Linked DNA regions of Zea mays: region 1 is linked to region 2. The links are chromatin contacts, called in public Hi-C maps. All regions are on one chromosome and are shown on one strand. The core of a region is the stretch at or near the end of the contact, and the rest is flanking DNA. Distances in the headings are between cores, read along the strand shown. Region 1 holds the start of LOC103634810 (L-Ala-D/L-amino acid epimerase). Region 2 holds the start of LOC103634807.

Region 1 (2,700 bases), core at 86-2,585, 150 kb before region 2:
TTTTATACCATTCTCGATAATCTCCCGCTTATCCATATGCTTCCAGCACTCTGCCCTAGAAATAGATGGTTTAGCACCCTTTACTGACACATCAACACTAATATCACCATCTGCTGTTAAGGGACTAGAACCAGACTCAACCCTTTACTAGCATCTACTGGTAGTGGTAAGGAAAAGGAACTAGAACCAGATACAGGCTCAGTGCCACCACCATCTCCTGGTACTCGTAAGGAGGGACTATAAACAGGTCGAGGCCCAGGGACTTCCATGGTAGGGGAGAATTCACTAGAAATAGGATTGCTGGAATCATCTATCCTACTACTACAAAAAGCTTTTCTACCAGCTACCCTCTTCCTCCCCATTGTAGAGCAAATGAATATAGATCTAGCAAGTGAGTAGCAAGCAAACTGGGGTACTCTGGGAAAAGGCATGATTCAACTAGGTGAGAAACTGCTGTATAAATAAAGCAAGTGAGCTCGAGCCCATTAGTCAGCATGATTCAACTAGGTGAGAATTTAAGGAGAAAGCACTTACTGCTGCCTCTTGGGGAAAGGCACGAATGTGAAAAGGCCCGAATGCAAACCGGCCGAACAGGCACGAATGGGAAAAGTCACTTACTGCTGCCTCTTAGCGAAGTTCGTTGAGCGCTTGAGCCTTGAGCTGGCGTCGGCGACGGCGCTTCGATTCATAGGAAACATACTTGTGAATCGGGATTAGGGTTTTGAGATAGAACGAACCATTGGATAGAACGAAGCACATTAGGGATCCGGCAATGAAACGCCGCATCAGATGCGACCGGTGGTCGCCAAAGGCGAGCATGGAAGAGACGGTGACAGGGCAGCGACGGCAGCGCCCTGGAGACTGGAACCGGAGGCGTTAGGGTTTAGGAGAGGGACGAGGGAGCCGACAGAAACGAGGCGTCGCAGTCGCGGTAAAATACGCGTCGCGTGCGACGGTGCGTGCGGTGCGACGGTGCGTCCGTGCCCATTTTTGTGCCGGGCTGACACGGGCACGACCCAATTGCCCGTGCGTGTCATTTGGGCCATCGGACCGAAACGATAAGTACAGTCCAACATGCTAAGCGTGTCGTGCTGGCCCGTCTTCTTCTCTCCCGTGCTGAGCTGGCCTTCGTGCTTTCAAATTCGTGCCGGGTCCTTGCTGACCCGATGGGTATGGCCCTAACTAATAGGACTATTATGCACAATGCAGAACAGCGAAGGTCTTGTCTGTTGCTACTTGCTGATGTGTCCTCCACTCCTCCCGCTCCACGACGAACCACAACAAGCAACAAGCAACAAACCAACACGGCCAAAGGGCTGGATGACCTGCCTGCGTCGAGGTGCCACTGTCACCTGATCGGTGCCAACGTATCAGCGTCGTGGAATCTGAAATCTCTGCACCACGGCGACGTCCAGCCGGACCAGCCCCACATGTTGGTCTCCGGCCTCCGCGCTGCGCCGGTGTCGTCGCCCTCCTCGTCCTCGACGGCATCGCCCAGGCGCGCAGCATCGCACAGGAGAGGAGAGCCGTGCGCCCACGTGGGTGCTTCTCGCCAACTGTCCCTTGCCCGCTTGGTGTGGTGCTTTGTCTCGTCCCACTGCTGTACGTACTATTATGTGTCTATATGCGATGTGATGTGCCACACTATAAAAAACCAGCGCTCCACTCGGGGTCTCTCCTCTCTCTCTCTCTCTCTCCCCGTTGCGTTCTCGCTCGCTCGTCTTCTTTCGCCGCTTCCCCGCGAATCCCGCCGCCCGGCTTCCGGTCTCCGCTTCCCCCGTACGCAGTGGGCACCATGGACCCTTCGGTCTCCTCGTCGCCTCTCCGGCTCTCCGCCGGAACCCGCGCGAGCCCCGCCCCTACCCCGAGGCCGCCCAGCCTCGTCGTCGCGGCCGGCCGCCACCAGCCCGCGGCCGCCACCGCCACCACCCGCCTCCGCGCCGTCTCGCCGTCCCCGCCCCCGCCCTCCCCCGTGGGCTCGTTCGGCTTCGACGCGCTCAAGGAGACCTTCTCCGTGGACGTGGCGGCGGCCGGCGCGCGCCCGCTCCGCGTCCCGCTCGCCGCGCCCTTCACCATCGCGTCCTCGCGCCTCGCCGCGCTCTCCAACGTCGCCGTGCGCGTCGAGCTCCGCAGCGGCGCCGTCGGCTGGGGCGAGGCGCCCGTGCTGCCCTCCGTCACCGCCGAGGACCAGCCGGCGGCGCTCGGCGCCGCGGCCCGGGCGTGCGCCGCGCTCGCCGCCGCCCCCGCGGCGCCCCTCGGCGCCCTGCTGCAGGACGTTGCCGGTGTGCTCCCGGGACACGCCTTCGCCTCGGTGAGGGATCCGCAGCTTCTCTACGTCCTGCTTCGGCAAGTAAAATTTGCCTTGCGATACCGCGGTGGATTGGCTGCTGTTTGATCATTCATCCTAGGGAGGATAGGATAGGAACGTGATTCCTCATACGGATTCCTTTAGGGCTCCTTTAACATATACTAGCACATATGGAGGCGTTCCAGTTTTTTTCCCTTGGAAATTGATGAGATGCAGACATAAGGAACTGACATAGTTTCTCATTGATTCTCATTTTTCTTGATGGCCATTCAATTGCTTGATTTTTGTTTAGACTTATTAATGATTAGTCCTATGGTTGTATTTAATTGTATCCTTTTCCATTTAAGGCCAGAGCAGGAGTGGAGATGGCGCTGATTGACGCGGTTGCTAAT
Region 2 (2,700 bases), core at 46-2,545:
ATCCTCCTCTCTTGTGGTAAAGAATCCTCACATGGCATGGTGGCGCCATCATCATCAAGCTCATTAGAAATCCTAGTTCCAACCCCTGCATAACAAGCTTGGTCCTTTTCTCTCATCTCCCTCTCATCCTCTTCTACCAAACCAAGTTGAGCATATATAGAATCTTCACAGGCAATTAATTGCATCCCTTCCTCCTTCCACCTGTCCTCAAATTGTAAAGCACCCCAAACAATTTCTTTTGATGGTTCACTAGTTAGTTGCTTATCTTGCGAATCCTGCAACGATATTTTTTTCTTTCTTAAACAAAGAATTACCAACACAGAATTTCTAATGCTGTTGTATTAGTCAAAGGAATTATAACCTTTGATCCTCCAGGTTCTTCGCTGTGGCAGACAACCGGACAAGCCGAGCCGTGGCACACCGGCGTAGCAGCAGTGTCCTCCATCCCGACCATGCCGGAGAACTCGGCGGCGGCGATGTCGTTCTCCATCCCGACCACGCCGAAGATCTCGGCGGCGGTGATGTCGTTCTCCATCCCGGCACCGCGGGCAGGAGATATCTGCGGCGGCGGTGGGAGGGAGTGGTGTGGCCGAGGTGCTCGAAGCTCTGTACGGCGGCGGCGGCGGCGGGGGAGATGGAGGGGCGGTACAACACGCCGACGGCGGCGTGGGGGAGAGGAGCACGTAAGCTCTCTGCGGCGAGGCACGCCGTTTGCTGTGAAGAACAGCAAGGCTGTTAAAGGGACGCGCGAAACCAAACTCCATACCTTTGGATGTTGTTCCAGCGAACCAGTGTTGCGGTTGTGATAATCGCAAATATATCTCGAAATAAAATTGCATTTGCGAACCTGGCTGAACAGGAGACAACCAGCCGTCCCGCCAGAACGAGGCGGCAGCTCGTGCGACGCCACCGCCGCGGCGGGTTATCGCCGCCTCGCGCGCTGTCAGACTAGCGCGCAGGCAGGTTGCCGCCGGTCTCTCCTGGCCTCCTAGGATGTGGTCGAATGGAATCGCCCTCCTCTCGACCTAGGCCGTCTGCGGACTGCGGTTGCGGCCTTGCGGGGCGGGGAGCCGTAGGACTCGGCGCTGCGGCGGCGTTAACGCCGAAATGACCACGGGGCGCGGGCCGGAGGGACGCCGTGCCCCATATCTACAGTTCCACGGGCTACTTTGGTAGATAAACACCACCGGGCCAGGTTGTCGCGCAAAATCTAGAAAAAGCCCAATGTAAACTTTTGGGCCTTTTTTCCAGGCGCATCCATGAATGCCACCTCCAACCAAACCCACCTACGACAGAATTCCGTGGGAGAAATTCCGTCGGGCGCTCCCACACGCACGCGAAAGAGGGAACAACTGCCGAGATTTCGTCCGCAGATTCCGCTCCAAATCACCCGGGTCTAGGCCGCCAACGCGGCAACGCCGCCGCTGCCACCTCGAGGGCGCGGAACCTGGCCGCAGCACCAGCCACCATCCGGCAAGGCAGAGCTCGGTGGTGCGAGTGCGCCGCGGGATGCCTGGCCGCCGCCGCCCCGACCACTCTGGCGAGAACGACGCCGGAGCGAGCGCAGGCAAGACCCGCGCTGGGCCGGCCGCCGCCGCCTCGGGCGCGCACGCTGCTACATCACCCAGTGCACAAGTCTGGGACTTGGACCTCTTGCGCCATTCGCCGCCCCAGCCCCCTCCACTGCCTCTCTCCCGCTGACGACAACGCTCCTGCAACGCAACGCACCGCCCCTGCCCTCGCCGACGCTGACGTCCTGCTGCGCCGCCCGGTCCAGCTCTATGCGACGGACTGCGGCGCTGGCAGGCCCACGGCCGCCAGGAGGAGGTGGTCGTCTCCAGCAGTCTCGGCAGGAGGAGGCTCCTCCTCAACGCCAGAATTGAAGCACAGTCGTGGCGTGGCAGCAGTCGCGGGATGTTCTGCTGGGAGTGCACGAGGAGATCCAGAGCATGATGCCTGCGAAAGCAGGCTTCCCTTGCGGCTCAGAATCCCGCATCAGAACCTTACTATAGTTGTAAAATTTTACTGATATCTAAAGATGACTTTTGCGTTTTAGTTATACATTCTTGGCTCCAGGAAATATGGTTCTGTAGTTGGTCAACGTTAGCATCGCAGCCTTTGTGTGCATTATTTACTGGACTTGGTCGGGTCGGGTGGACCAAGTTTTTGTGTGTGTGTGGAATACAATACAATACATCACACGAGCATCCTCAATTACCTCTGCTGAAAATATTTGCTTCTTTTAGCTTGAACTACTCATTTAAATTTCTGCCAACTGATCTTTAAACAGGTGTTCAGAATACACCAGATTCACAGACCTAAGTTGATGAACGCCAACTGATCTGTAAACAAGTGATGAGAACACTAGTATAGAGAAGCTCTATAGTAGCGGTTTTAGAGCTATTTGTACTGACGTTTTTAATGTCGTCAGTGCTAAGGTCTAGTGGAAATCGACATTTTTCACTTGCAGTTTGTTGAGCGCCATATTGAGCGGCCGGACGGTCCGGCCCTGAGGCCGGACGGTCCGCGGTCCGGACAGTCCGCGCCTGTGGGCCGGACGGTCCGCGCATGCGCAGAGCAGTTTAGGGTTCCGAGTTTTGTGCTATGTTTGTTAGCTAGATTTGCGGAATTAACCCGGAATCCAGTCGTGTAAAGGGTCCAGCCCCCCTCCTCTATATAAAGAGAGGTCTACGGCCGATT

What was found. A called contact is a pair of places that touch in the nucleus more often than the background predicts.
Region 1: a contact with region 2 is called in a Hi-C map of ear, with 2.0 times the contacts expected there. The contact joins the promoter of LOC103634810 here to the promoter of LOC103634807 in region 2. A contact is called at or near these places in 2 of 25 Hi-C or Micro-C datasets (ear and tassel).

Annotation. Positions count from the first base shown.
Region 1 is chr8:13,738,323-13,741,022 of Zm-B73-REFERENCE-NAM-5.0, reverse strand. LOC103634810 (L-Ala-D/L-amino acid epimerase) reads left to right here and starts at 1,335. Exons shown (of 7, transcript XM_008657399.4): 1 at 1,335-2,311; 2 at 2,656-2,700. The coding sequence starts at 1,625.
Region 2 is chr8:13,591,513-13,594,212 of Zm-B73-REFERENCE-NAM-5.0, reverse strand. It overlaps LOC103634807, which reads right to left and starts at 1,295. Exons shown (of 4, transcript XM_008657397.3): 1 at 848-1,295; 2 at 362-714. The coding sequence starts at 535.